Regions from separate parts of the Bos taurus genome. Here regions 2 and 3 are each linked to region 1. A link is a contact called in public Hi-C data. All regions are on one chromosome and are shown on one strand. The core of a region is the stretch at or near the end of the contact, and the rest is flanking DNA. Distances in the headings are between cores, read along the strand shown.

Region 1 (4,942 bases), core at 1,392-3,891:
GCTCTTTTCTCTCTGAACAGCCATTTCATATTTGGGTTCGGCCTTGTTAGTTCAAGATGCTAATAAAAACTAAGGCTCATATTGAGCGATGCCAGCCTGGAGCTGGAGGCTTTGGATATGATCTTGAACCTAGTAGTAGAGAAACATGTGCCTGGCCACAGTGGTTGTTAAAGGACCGTCACAGTGTATTTTACTACAATAAAAACAGAAGCAGAAAAGACAACCACAGGGTTTGTGAGTGGCAGCAGTAGCCACCAGCATGGTTCTCTGACGGTTGTGTGTATGTATGCAGCGGAAGGATGGTGGGAGCTGGCCTTTGCCCTGGAGATGCAGCATAGCATTTAAGCTCTTCCAGTTAGAGAAGACTCTTTCTTTGGGAATGGATCTTGATCTCTGCATGTTCACAAAGGCCATAATAATACGGAAACGTTTTTAAAGCCCTTTCAGTGTTCCGAATACATTTGTATGCATTGTTTTATTTTTCCCCAGCATGCTATGAAGTGGCATTTTACAGATGAGGAAACTGAAACTTCAAGAATAAGTAGGGAGGACAGTGTTCTGCTCCTGGGTCTAGATCAGAAGTCAAAATCATCTGGGAAGGCAGTGCCATATGATGGTGGGATTCAGGTAGTGTCTGCTCTGCTTGGGACAGACAGATTGCCAGAAAGGAGGGCTCCTTGAGGCAAACTCAGGCTGAAGGTGAGTCACTTGTATCTTGGAGGCAGTTTATGGAGTTTCCTGATAGTCTATCTTTATTTCTTACTTACTATCCATTATCTTTATGGCATCTTAATTGTGTTACCTTTGACCGAGGGAAGAGAGCACAAGCTGCTCACACATGGGCCAAAGAGCTCACTGGGATGCATCCCTCTACCCTGCTGCTGCTGCTGCTGCTAAGTCGCGTCAGTCGTGTCCGACTCTGTGCGACCCCATAGACGGCAGCCCACCAGGCTCCGCCGCCCCTGGGATTCTCAGGCAAGAACGCTGGAGTGGGTTGCTATTTCCTTCTCCAGTGCATGAAAGTGAAAAGTGAAAGTAAAGTCACCCAGTCATGTCGGACTCAGCGACCCCATGGACTGCAGCCTACCAGGCTCCTCTGCCCATGGGATTTTCTAAGCCCGGCTTATCTGGTATTGGCAACAGTAACAGGCAGACTCCAAAGGCAGAGGTTCTTGTCTTGGGTTCCATGGACCATCTTACAGAGGTGGGGAGGCTCTTCAGTGGCCTATGGGAGAATTCTGATATTTGTTGTGTATGTGCCCCTGGTTGCCATGGTGGCTCAGATGGTGGAGAATCCACCTGCAAGCCTGGTGTGCTGCAGTCCATGGGTTGCAAAGAGCTGGACACGACTTAGTGACTGAACAACAACAAAAACAGCGTGCCCTGCCTGCAGGTACACACGTGCATTTTTCTAGGTAGTGGAGTCCTTGGCTTCCTCTCTCCTCTCTGAGCCATCTGTAACCCTGAACAGATGCCTCACTGCAAGGGGAGTGTTCCCTGCTGAACCCTCCCTGCCTCTCCAGGTATAGTTTGTGGACCAGTAGCATCCATGGCATCTAGGAATTTGTTTACATATGCAGAATCTTGGGTACCTAGAATTGGAATTGGCAGTTTAACAAGAATCCCAGGTGATTTATAGGAACATGAAAATTTGAGAAGCACTGGCCGGGTAACCCTCTCCATCTGGTGAGTTAATTTCTAATGCCAGCTGTGTGCTGAGAGGAATGTTTATTAAAAAGCCATATTTCCTTAAAATCTTTTTTTAGGAAACAATGTTCCTTTATGCATAATATTTCTCATCTTTGTCCTTTGCTTATTGGTGCTCAGCTGATTGTAAATTGAGTTAGATCTAGATAAGGGGATTTTTGACCTGCATTGGTTAATTCATGTGAACTTTTATGTTGGCCATAATGTGGCATCTGACTCAGCCCTTTGAGGCCAATAAATCAGAGGTGATAAACTATTGATTTGCTGAACAAACTCCATTCCCCATTAGGAATTTCTTCAAAGAGTATCATTTTGGGCTTTAAAGAAATGATTGCATTGACTTTTCAGCTGGTCACGGTTATGCTTGCTCATTTTCTTCTAGAGTTGGCTCGTTCGTCATCTTTCCGTTGTACTTTTGGGTGGATTGTCAACAATAAGCCCGTTTAGTCTTACATTTGCCTAGAGAGTTGCCTGATGACTCATACTCACAGTTAATAAGTGCAGCCAGCTGGATGTCCATGCGTCTTTAGTCTTGTGATTCTACGTTTTCTGGTGACACACACCCTGGACTCTGTTCATCTCTGAAGGGGGAGGCGAGCTTCATTTCGGTGTGTATCCATCTGGCAGCTCCTCCAGTTCCTGCTGAACTTTAACCCACTGTTGAACATTTACTTTCTGTGGGTGTGTTGGCAAAAGCAGTGCTTGGTTGAATCTTAGTGTAGTTCCTGTGTAAGGAACAGATATCATATGGTATCTGATATGTGCATTTTTGACCAGTGTCACAAATAAAATTCTAAATTATGAAGAGGCGTTTGAACTGTTTTATTGTGTTTATGCTTTGTTTTACTCTGGAAACTTGGCCACCATATCAGTTATGTGCGCATCTCCCCATCAGACTGGAGTTGTTGAAGTTTGAGCCCCATGCTACTCACTGCTGTATCTCTAACCTCTGGCACCGTGCCTGGCACTTGCGGGAATAGTCAGTAAATATTTGCTAAATGAGCAAGTGGATTAACTACTTTTATTGCTCTAGTTCATGGGTGAGCCCCCATTTATGGAAATACTGATGATACTGACAAGAGCACCTGTCATTTATTGAGTATTCTTGCTGAGACAGGCCCTGCACTAAGCAATTCCAGTACCTTCTATCATATAATTCTCTCCACAACCTTACAAGGAGGGTGGTATCAGTATGTCCATTTTACAGCTGAGGGAACTTATAAAGTAATTTGGCCAGCATCACGTGGTTGGTGAAGATAGGACAGGGATGGGACCTTGGGCTGTATGACTTTGAAACTTGTGCTAAGTTGCTCACTTACTAAGTCGTGTCCAACTCTTTGCAACCCCATGGACTGTAGCACACCAGCCTTCCCTGTCCTTCACTATCTCTGGGAGTTTGCTCAAACTCATGTTCACTGAGTTGGTGATGCTATCCAACCATCTCGTCCTCTGTTGCACCCTTCTCCTCCTGCGTTCAATCTTTCCCAGCATCAAGGTCTTTTCCAGTGTGTTGGCTCTTACCATCAGATGGCCAAAGTATTGCAGCTTCAGCAATAGTCCTTCCTGTGAACATTCAGGGTTGATTTCTTTTAGGATTGACTGGTTGGAGCTCCTTGCTGTCCAAGGGACTCACAAGAGTCTTCTCCAGCACCACAACTTGAAAGCATCAGTTCTTTGGCACTCAGCCTTCTTTATTGTTCAACTCTCACATCTATACACAACTACTGGAAAAACCATTGCTTTGACCATCTGGACCTTTGTTGTCAAAGTGCTGTCTAGGTTTGTCATAGCTTTCCTTCCAAGGAGCAAGTGTCTCTGAAGTTCATGGCTGTAGTCACCATCCGCAGCAATTTTGGAGCCCAAGAAAACAAAATCTGTCCCTGCTTCCACTTTCCCCCTTCTATTTGCCATGAAATGGTAGAACTGGATGCCATAATCTTAGTTTTTTTAAATGTTGAGTTTTAAGTCAAATTTTTCACTCTCCTCTTGCACTTTCATCAAGAGGCTCTTGAGTTCCTGTCCATTTTCTGCTATTAGAATGGTATCATCTGCATATCTAAGATTGTTGATATTTGTCCTGGCAATCCTGATTCTGGCTTGTGACTCATCTAGCCTGGCATATCGCATGATAGACTCTGCATGTAAATTAAATAGACAGGGTGACCATATACAGCCCTCTTGTACTTGTTTCCCAATTTTGAACCAGTCAGTTGTTCCATGTCCAGTTCTAACGGTTGCTTCTTGACCCAAATATGGGTTTCTCAGGAGATAGGTAAAGTGGTTCGGTACTCCCATCTCTTTAAGAATTTTCCACAGTTTATTTTCATCCACACAGTCAAAGGCTTTAATAGCCAGTCAATGAAGAAGAAATAGATGTTTTTCTGTTATTCCATTGCTTTCTTCATGATCCAGCAGATGTTGGCAATTTGATCTTTGGTTCCTCTGCCTCTTTGAAACCCAGCTTGTACATCTGAAAGTTCTCTGTTCATGTACTGTTAAAGCCTAAGTTTGTACATGAGCATTTAACTTTTTAGGTAACGACACTGACCTGCAGAGAACGATGGGGTATGTGGGGCTGTGGCTTCTGCTTGGCTCCTTTAAAATGGTAAACAGTTACAGACAGAAAATGTTGGCTGCGCAGGTGCTTGGTGGAAGTCCTCACTTGGCATGCTACTTACCTTCTTCCCTGCGGAAGTAAAGCTTCAGACTGGTCAGTGCGGCCCCTGTTCTCTCACTGTCCACCCTGAAACCTGGTTGGAGGGCCTCTGTGACCTTAGACACTGCTCTCTTTGTTTTTGGAATCCATCGTGTCACCCTGCCATTAACCTAGTGTTAGTGGCAAACCAATCTTAAAGCACTGGTCGGAAGCAATATTGTGATTTTTTGTTTTAAGCCTTCTTAAGACATAGGATTGAGAATCTAGTTTGAAACATTTTTTTAAGATTAACCTAAAAATCTATGCTCTGCTGTCTTTTAACGTGAATGTCATAATGTGCATGTTGACAAGTATTTGACGGCGGTAATTGCTTGTGACAGCTTATAGCTTGCTGATGGTTATTTAAAGGCAGTCTGTCCTTAGATTAACTTCCCCCTTCACTGCAGGGAGCAAAGCGATTTGTCCTTTTGTAAGGTCTGTCATGGCACATTTGTCACTGTTAAAAAGTGGGCATCTTATTTGTCACCCTAAAAAGATCTTTTCTTTCAGTGGTTATAGATAAACAGCCAACACAATGAG
Region 2 (4,942 bases), core at 827-3,326, 82 kb after region 1:
AAGGAAGTCTTATTCTGCTAAGATTTTGTCCAGGCCTTTGAACAGGCCCAGGGACAGATGGGAAAATGCCCAGTGCCCCTCCCTGAGTTCTCACTGGTGCAGATCCCACGAGCACCTTCTCTTTTGTGGCCTTGGGGCCTGTGCCTCCCAGTCCTGCCAATATGGAAGCGGCTCTGGAGGGTCCTAAAGAGCTTTGAGGCAGAGGCAGAGCAGACCCATGTATTGAGTCATCTTTCCAGTAGTCACTTCAACTCCCAAGCACAGACGCCTCTCACTCGGGCCTCTTCCCTCGGCTCAGCTTTGGGGATTACCATGGTTACCATGGAGGAGGAGGGGAAGTCTGAGCACACTCCTTTTGGGCTGATGTCAGTGATGGTCATGACAGGAGCAGGTACTTTTCAGAGAGCTATAGATGGTGAGAAACACAAGAATTAAAAAATTTATAGCAAAGAGCCACTCACCAAAACATGTTTCTCCTCACACACATTCTTCTCTCTCATTCTTGTCAAAGAACAAGGTGATGACACTGGGGATGATTTCCCATACCTCCCCCTTTGTTTTTTCTTTTTTTTTTTTCAATATACCTGTTCCTCATCCCCACCTCCACACTGTACCTGTATATCACAGAATTATGTACATTTGCAAGAACACAAAGAAACAACAATCCCTCTACTAGGCCACTGAGGGAGCAAATTCAGGAATACCTCAGAGCCAGCAAGTTCTCTGTAGTGGCCAAGTGGAAGTTTCCAAACTCTGCCCGTGTGATGCTAAAATTACCCATCCTCCTCCCTACTCTGGTGCCAGTTCAGTTGCTATAACAACCTGTTGCTACTTGAAGAAGCAGAAGTTAGAGTGCTAGGGGTGGTGGCAGGGAGTGAAGGCTATGAATGAGGAGCAATCTTGTGCTGATATGGCTGCTTTGGGGTAGGGAAGATCCTATGGGCTTGGCTTAGCCCTGGCCTTACTTTTAGATACCTGAGTTTGGGGGAGATGATTTTTCTTACAGCCAAAGCTGTGTTCTCTAGTGAAGCTACAATAGATGTAAGAGAGGGGGCTTCAGAGTGGGGCTGCTTGAGTCCAAATCCCATTTGTGCTGTTCACATATAAACATGGGGTGGTTACTGACCTTCTTTTTCCTAAACTGAGAAATGGGGATCATGATAGTGCTCACCTTACAGAGTTATTATGAGGAAGAAATCAGTGAACCCCTATGAAGTGCTCAGAATGCTGTCATAAGGTCATTTGGTATTAGCTGTTCTGTTGCATATACACAGTTCATTCATAAGATACAATGAAAGCCTGCTGCATGCCTGGCACTGTGTTCCACATTCCTGTTTGGTGGAGAATGAATGCAGATGTAGTTGCCTTGCCTGTGGCATGCAGGGAGAAAGGCCCGGTACAGAATGGTGTAAATAAGCATATGATCTCGCACATTGTGGTGGGTGCTGTGAAGGGTTTCCTTCCTGGGATGTGGGATGTGGAAAGCGAGTGGTGTTTTGATAGAAGGAGGTAGGTTTAGGTGCCGGACCTCATCATCACTGCCGCTACCCTGGCTGCCACCACCATCAGCAGCACGGAATTCTATCGAGCAGTTTCCAGGTGCTCTGCCAAGCACTGGACATGGCTTATCTCATTTAGTCCTGACAGTCCTACTATGGGGTGGGTGTTCTTAAGGCTTTTTTTGTTAGTCTCTGAGCTGAAAGGGAAAACTGGAGGCATTATCTGGTCTAGTCATCCTGAATTTATAGATCAGGGAATTGAGTCCTGGAGGGACAGTGGTTTGTAGGGAGTTAGGAATCATTACCAGAACCCTAACTCTGTCTTGGATCCATTTTGCCAACTACTGTGTACCCTCTGGAAGTCAGTGAATATCGCCTTGGTACCTGAGTGGCTGAGTCTTACTACCTTCCTGTCTAAAGAACATTATCTCAATCTAAGTGGAGTTATGCCCCCAGAGATCTTGTTGCTGTTTTCTCAGGACAGGAACTGCTTCCTGTTCCCTTAAGCTCTGGCTGTCCTCTTGAGCATGGAATGTGGAGGCTCAAGTTGCCAGAAAGTCACAGAATGTCAATGACTCATGTTCCCAGGCCTCTTCTCACCTCTGGTCAGCTGGACTGTGCTGGCACAGGGTTCCCTTTTGGGGGTTGCTGACAAGGCTGGTGAAAGGGTGGTGTGAGTATTAAGTAGAGTTGGAACCGCAGCTCCAAGTCACTAGATTTCTGTGAAGGAAAAGCATTGAGTCAAGTGTCTTGCCTGTACCTTTCCTTGTTTGAAGGATTAATGTGTCCTCTGGCTTTGTCTCCACTTGCTTCTACATGTTTTTTCATGTATGTAAGACTTTCAAACAAAATTCAGATTTGTAGAAATGGATACATGCCAGCTCAAATGGGTAAATGATGATTCTGCCCATTTTGTGAGGCTTAGAGTCTTGGTGTTGACCAGATAAATGGTGTTCTGATGCCACGGGTGCTTGTCAGCGCTTCAGGTGATGGTTTCTTGGTGTCTCCGTCACGCTTAGGCTCTGGGTGTTCTGCCATCTGCATTTGTCAGTCCCCTCCTGCTCACTAGGAGCAGATCTTTGATCACACTTCCCCTCCCCAGGGAGGCCTCCCCAGAACACTGTCTGCAAGAATCTCTGGGACTGCACCCTGTTTCCTCACGGACCTGCGGCAGTCTGAAATAATGCTGTTTGTTTCCTGGTTAACTGTGTTTCTCCTTCTGCTTGAACACCCCCACCATGAGGGTGGGGCTGTTTCTGCCTTATATTTCCAGTGCCTGAAGGATCCTTACACAGAGTGTTTGGACATTACATCATCATTAAATGAAGAGGGGTTTCAGCTTCCTTATCTGGCCACAGATTTTTTTCTCCTCTTTTCAGCCTTGGAGTTGCAGAAAAGTATCTCCTGTGGAATCCCCAAAAGTCAAAAGCAGGAGTGATGCACCCAGTTAGTGCATTTGATCCTGTTTATCAGGCCATGGTGGAGCTTCCTCCAGCCCCCTGGCCAGCCATCCCCACTGAAATGTGGAGGGAAGAGAAACCACCTATGACAGTAAGTCCAGGTGTGGGCTTAGAAGCAGCTTGTTTTGGGCTCAGACTCCAGCTCTGTCACTCTCTGGAACTTTTTACAGAAGTTAACCTCCTGTATCTAAGTTTTCTTATCTGTAAAATAGGGAATAGAAACTCAGTGACTTTGGGAGAGCAGGGATTATTACTTGTAATACAATGTTTACATATATATTTTTTATTTTGAAAGCAACCATATAGGATAATAGACATCTCCCTAATGGAGGAAAACATGACTCATTATCCCATTTCCTATCTCAAGTATTTTCACTGAAGTATCTTCCCACCTAATGTTTGTGTGCAGGTAGACACATTCTTTGTAGGATGCAACAAGTTTGTATCATGCTGTCACTACTTTTCATTACATTGTGAGCATCCCTCCATATGACTAGCTAGCCTTCTAAGTTATGTTTATTGAGTGCCTCATATTTTAATTATCCCAAATTCTATTCTTAGGCAGCAATGTTACTGTTGCTTTTTTTTGTTATTATAAATGCTGCTGCAGTGAACACATCTGGAAAGATAACATCTTCTTTGTTTTGAATTATTCCTTACCTTGAAGATCCCTATGTGTTATTATTGCATCAAGGATGTTTAGGTCTCCAAATTAAACAGTGCTTTTTGAACATGGTTAACGCTTGATCTACCATTAGTTCAGACTTGTCCCCTTTAAGGTGTATGTAGACCTTCCTGTTCAGGGATTAGCTTTACAGATAACTTTTCTTCTTCCTTTGGCTTTGAACATCCTTGTGAGTTATAAACTAGAGATTTCTATCTTACAACTGAAGCTTTTAGAAGGCGGAGTCCTGACTCTGCCACTGTGAAATACTGGCATTGCCTCGTTTGTGGTATTGTAGTGGCTCCTCTATGGTAGACCCCCAAAACGGTCAGTATATTGATGTGTGGTTGTTTGGTTTCATGGGCATTATTGGAAGAGTAGGATCTGGGTGGTCTGCCACATTTCTGGGTCTAAGGGAATGATGAACCCGTGAAGATGAACAGAAGGAGTCTGACCCGGGTTGCTTTCATTCCTGGAACATCTTATTTTTCTTTTTTCTTTCTCTTTTCCTCTTTTTTTTTTTTGCCAGGAGGCCAAAAAGAAGTATGACAAGGAGACAGAGAAGTATTGTGGCATCTTAGAAAAACACTTGAATTTGTCTTCCAAGAAGAAAGAGTCTCAGCTTCAGGAGGTAAGAGACTTTACTAGTGTCCTGAATAAAGTGTTTTAATGTTTCCATGGTACTATGGATATGTGCTGGTTACTCTTTGCGGGAACATCCTAGGGTTGCAAGGGACCTCAGAAGCCAGGAGCTTCCTTCTGATGCCTCCTTCCATGCTTGCTGCCCACATGGCCTTTGTCCCTTCTCAAGCTGCAGTTCACACTGTGTGCTGTCCATCCTGCCCATGGCAAGGAACATGCAGCTGGTCAAGATCACCCTAATCACTAGACTGTGCTTCCTCCTTTCAAACTGAGATCTGTTTTCCTGTTTCTCTCACCCTTGACTTTGATTCTGTATGCCCTTACCTTGCCTTTTGACTTTCTCCTTACATCACTGATTTGTAATGTTAGTATCTGAAACCCTTTCTTTGGTCATCCTTCCTTAATGTGAAATGGAAAAAAAAAAAAAAAAATCCAACCACTACTTGACATTAGTCTTTTTTTTTTTTTTTTAAGCAGTATTTTATTGTCTCTCATATATTTTGTGCAGAGGTTACCTTGTTTCAGAAAAGTAAATTCTTTGATCTGCCCCTGTTTGTTTGTTTTTGCATAATGGCAGCCCACTCCAGTACTCTTGCCTGGGAAATCCCATGGATGGAGGAGCCTCGTAGGCTACAGTCCATGGGGTCGCTAAGAGTTGGACACGACTGAACAACTTC
Region 3 (4,942 bases), core at 1,010-3,509, 78 kb before region 1:
TGTGAGATAATAAGATTTCTGTGCTGTTCATTTTGATTGTCTATAGTTATGAAACAGTTATCCCAAAATGGAATGGCTTGCAACAGCATCCATTTTATTATATTTCACAATTTTGTGGGCCAGGGAGCCAAGCAGAACTCAACAAGGAAGTCACTCAGTGCTATTCAGCTGACTGTTGGCCTGGACTGAAGAGTCCAGGATGGCTTCCTCGTGCTCGGCATCTTGGTGGTGATGGCTTGAAGGCTTTTTGTTCGTTTTTTAGTTAATTAGTTCTTGGCTGTGCTGGGCCTTTGCTGCTACATGCGCACTGTCTCTAGTTGCAGTGGGTGGGGCTTGCTTTCTGGTTGCATGCGGCAGCTTCTCTCGTAGTGAAGCACCAGCTCTGGGCACATGGGCTTAGTAGTTGTGGCACACAGGGTAGTTGCTCCTTGGCAGGTGGGATCTTTCTGGACCAGGGATCGAAACTGTATCCCCTACATTGGCAGGCCAGTTCTTAACCTCTGGATCACCAGGGATGTCCCATGGCTTGAAATTTAAGTTCAGCTGACACCTTCAGCCAGAACATGTCCATGTGGACTCTCCAGCATGGCCATCCAAGGCAGTCAGGCTTTTCACAAGAAGCACAGGGCTCTCAAAGTGCTGTAAGAGGCAGAAAGCAGAAGATTCCAGTCTCTTTAGGCCCAAGACTGGACTGGCACAGAATCGTTTCTATCATGTACTATGGATCAAAGCAGGCACAAAACCCACCCAACCCAAAAAGAGATGACATAGATTCTATCGCTTGAGGGGAAAAGTCCTGAACGTCACATAAATCAACTGGAAACAGGTTTTCTGTTATTTACAGTCAAAGGGGTCAGAAATAATTAAAGAAATTCAAGGTTCTTTCAAGCCTGGGAAGATATTTCTTCCTGTTCCTACAATATAGAGGTCAGTAAACTTTTTTGTTAAGAGCCAGATAGTAAATATTTTAAGTTTTACCGGTCACACAATCTCTTTTGCAACTATTTGGCTTTGCCAATGACACATGAAACCAGCCATGGGAAATATTTAAACAACTGATATGTGTTCCAAAAATTTTTATCTATGATCACAAAAATTTGAATTTCATATAATTTTCATGCATCATGAAACATTTTTTCCCAGCTATTTAAAAATGTAAAAGCAATTCTTAGCTTTTGGAGTGTACAAATAAAGAAGGCAGGGCAGATTTGATCCCCAGACCACATTTTACCTACCCCAGCTGTAATGTAGCAAGCTTGCTCCAGGCTCAGGGCCTTTGCATGTGCTGAATTTCTGTCTGGAATACTCCTCTCCAAGGTCTTCATGTGATTTGTACCTTCACTTCATTTAGGTTTTAACTCAGATATTACTGCCTCAGAACAGCCTTCTCTGATCACTCTATCTGAAATAGTTCCCTAACTATTTATATTAGCCCTTTATATTTTCTTGATAGCACTTCTCACTGTCTGATAGGCATCAGATAGCACTGTCTGATGTTTTGTTCCTTTATGTCATATGTTTATTTGCTGCCTCTTTTTGACCTTCAGCAGAGTAGGAGTTAAATGAAGCCTGTCCTGTTCTCTTTTGTATACACCTTACCTAGTACAGTGCCTGGCACATAATGGATACTCAGTAAATGTTCATTGAATTTGTATCGAATGGTTACAGTGCAGTTCTCTGGGGCTTGACAAGAACATAGAAGCCTACTGAATTCATATGTACTGAATGAGAGAAAGATAATTAAAGCAGAAGGAGATCACCTTATCATCTGCTCTCAGAGAAGCATTGGTCCCTCTGTTATTCCCTGTGTTTCAAGAAAATGCCAAAGGAAAAACTCTTATCCTCTTGTATAATTCTGAAATAAATTGTTTTCCTTTCCTGGCAGGTGTTTCCAAATAGATACCTTGCCTGTTTAGAGGAAGGAAAAAAGGAAACCAAACCACCTTATTTGAGGACAGAGAGTGTCATCTTGGTAGTTGTGAAATAGTGTTTGGAAGCTAGATTCTTCTAGACTACTAAGGTAAGATTTCCCAGAAATTCCTAAGATCCCTGAAGGAAAATGGCAAAGGTCTTTGACGTCACGACAACAATCGAGATGACAGAGTTGGGAATAACATCAGGGTAAACTTGTCATCTGGAGAGAGAAGGAAAAAGCAGTAGGTGTAACATTTGGGATAAGAAGATTTGAGCTTGAACACAGTGTACCGGGTGGTGTTGGGTGGTGGCCAGAGCCCAGTGGCCTTTGCAAGCCTGGGGACAGAAGTGGCTTCCATCCAGTCCTGCCTTTACTTATTAAAACAAACAATTGCCACAGTAGAAAGAGCCTGCTGTAGGTGAATACAAAAAACAGGAAGTATCCATGGGAAGCAGTGAGGGCTCCAATCTAGTGGATCTTAGGACTTTCCGAGTTCAATGAGTTCAGGTGATGAATAGAGCTTTAGGACACAAAGTAGAAATGGAGTGAGGCTGATACAGAAGGTGACAAGAGGCTGATCTGAGAATGCTGAACACAGTGTGGGCTGTGTTCATAGGATGACTTGCCAAAGGAAGTAACTTTGGCTTTAGACAGTTGACTCCATTTTCAGGGGATGAAGTAGAAAGAAGAGAGATGTAGACTTTTTGGTTTCAAATGGTGGGAAAGCTAAAAAAATGTTGCCAGAGTTTAAAAAGGGAATTTATTGATTCACGTAATTGATAAGTATGGCCTTAGGTATGCCCAGATCTAGGATTTCAAACATCTTGGATGTTTTTAAAAGATCATTTATTTTTGGCTGCACCGGGTCTCTGTTGCTGCACAAGGGCTTTCTATACTTGGAGTGAGCGAGGGCTACTCTTTGCTGTAGTGTGCAGGCTTTTCATGGCGGTGGCTTCTCTTATTGCAGAGCATGGGCTCTAGGCGTGCAGGCTGGAGTAGTTGCAGTGCATGGGCCTAGTTGCCCTATGGCATGTGGAATCTTCCTGGAATAGGAATCAAACCCATGTTCCCTGCATTGGCAGGTAAATTCTTAACCATTGGACCACCACCAATAATGTCTTTAGTAACTTTTGGTCTTTCTTCACCTCTCAATTCCTCTTTTCTCTGTATTGGCCCTCCCCATGATCAGCTCCTACTATATACCCATCCAGCTTTAAGTTCAGTAAAGAGTTTATTTGGCCTAATTGCTCTAGCAAGTCCAAGGATCCTATCTCATTGCTTTTGATTGGTCATGTGCCCATCCTTTGAACCCAGGGATTGCAATGTTTTATTGATCAACTCTGGGTCACATTCCCTCTCCTTGAAGTTTGGTGCAGTCAGCTCCAACCAGATTACTTGGACTAGATATGAGGAAGAAGTGGGTTTCCTAAGAAAAACTGAGATACCATCATCATAACTCAGTATGGATGCTGGGTAGGCAAAACAGAATAAAATGAAAATAAAAACCAGATGACAGACGTCTACAACCAATAATCCACACACTCACATAAAATTGAATTGGAAGCTACCATCTATCATCAGCTCATGAATATATTATTAACTAAATGCTATCAGCAGGTCTTAGATATTCAGTTGTTCTCATACTGACAGAATTTTATCCTCTGGTTTAAATCAACATTAGGGAGTTAGACAAAAAAGATCTTCATGACCCACATAATCACGATGGTGTGATCACTCACCTAGAGCCAGACATCCTGGAGTGTGAAGTCGAGCATTTCTTAGGAAGCATCACTACAAACAAAGCTGGTGGAGGTGATGGAATTCCAGTTGAGCTATTTCAAATCCTAAAAGATGATGCTGTGAAAGTGCTGCACTCAATATGCCAGCACATTTGGAAAACTCAGCAGTAGCCACAGGACTGGAAAAGGTCAGTTTTCATTCCAATCTCAAAGAAAGGCAATGCCAAAGAATGCTCAAACTACTGCACAATTGCACTCATCTCACACGCTAGTAAAGTAATGCTTAAAATTCTCCAAGCTAGGCATCAGCAATATGTGAACTGTGAACTTCCAGGTGTTCAAGCTGGATTTAGAAAAGGCAGAGGAACCAGAGATCAGATTGCCAACATCCGCTGGATCATGGAAAAAGCAAAAGAGTTCCAGAAAAACATCTATTTCTGCTTTATTGGCTATGCCAAAGCCTTTGACTGTGCGGATCACAACAAACTGTAGAAAATTCTTAAAGAGATGGGAATACCAGACCGCCTGACCTGCTTCTTGAGAAATCTGTATGCAGGTCAGGAAGCAACTGTTAGAACTGGACATGGAGCAACAGACTGGTTCCAAATTGGGAAAGGAGTACATCAAGGCTGTATATTGTCACCCTGCTTATTTAACTTCTGTGCAGAATACATCATGAGAAATGCTGGGCTGGAAGAAGCACAAGCTGGAATCAAGATTGCCGGGAGAAATATCAATAACCTCAGGTATGCAGATGACATCACCCTTATGGCAGAAAGTGAAAAAGAACTAAAGAGCCTCTTGATGAAAGTGAATGAGGAGAGTGAAAAAGTTGGCTTAAAGCTCAACATTCAGAAAACGAAGATCATGGCATCTGGTCCCATCACTTCATGGGAACTAGATGGGGAAACAGTGGTAACAGTGTCAGACTTTATTTTTTTGGGCTCCCAAATCACTGCAGATGGTGATTGCAGCCATGAAATTAAAAGACGCTTGCTCCTTGGAAGGAAAGTTCTGACCAACCTAGATAGCATATTCAAAAGCAGAGACATTACTTTGCCTACAAAGGTCCGTCTAGTCAAAGCTATGGTTTTTCCAGTAGTCATGTATGGGTGTGAGAGTTGGACTATAAAGAAAGCTGAGTGCAGAAGAATTGATGGTTTTGAACTGTGGTGTTGGAGAAGACTCTTGAGAGTCCCTTGGACTGCAAGGAGATCCAACCAGTCCATCCTAAAGGAAATCAGTCCTGAATATTCATTGGAAGGACTGATGCTGAAGCTGAAATTCC

The links. Hi-C and Micro-C count contacts between places; a contact is called where the count stands out from the background.
Region 2: a Hi-C map of liver shows a contact between it and region 1, with 1.7 times the contacts expected there. The contact joins two enhancer-like sites. A contact is called at or near these places in 2 of 11 Hi-C or Micro-C datasets (liver and skeletal muscle).
Region 3: a Hi-C map of liver shows a contact between it and region 1, with 1.8 times the contacts expected there. The contact joins two enhancer-like sites. A contact is called at or near these places in 2 of 11 Hi-C or Micro-C datasets (liver and skeletal muscle).

What each region holds. Positions count from the first base shown.
Region 1 is chr7:53,864,135-53,869,076 of ARS-UCD2.0, forward strand. All of the region lies in intron 1 of ARHGAP26 (Rho GTPase activating protein 26), which reads left to right. Among named protein-coding and RNA genes, the nearest start is that of ARHGAP26, 55 kb to the left of the region's middle. Within about 2 kb of position 2,642, at least 28 of the 102 cell types and tissues checked have an H3K27ac peak or open chromatin away from gene starts, as enhancers often do. A contact at or near this core is called in liver, where this site is marked.
Region 2 is chr7:53,946,720-53,951,661 of ARS-UCD2.0, forward strand. It overlaps ARHGAP26 (Rho GTPase activating protein 26), which reads left to right. Exons shown (of 23, transcript NM_001205522.1): 5 at 4,153-4,254. Among named protein-coding and RNA genes, the nearest start is that of ARHGAP26, 140 kb to the left of the region's middle. Within about 2 kb of position 2,077, at least 26 of the 102 cell types and tissues checked have an H3K27ac peak or open chromatin away from gene starts, as enhancers often do. A contact at or near this core is called in liver, where this site is marked.
Region 3 is chr7:53,786,197-53,791,138 of ARS-UCD2.0, forward strand. No RefSeq gene overlaps it. Among named protein-coding and RNA genes, the nearest start is that of ARHGAP26, 23 kb to the right of the region's middle. Within about 2 kb of position 2,260, at least 2 of the 102 cell types and tissues checked have an H3K27ac peak or open chromatin away from gene starts, as enhancers often do. A contact at or near this core is called in liver, where this site is marked.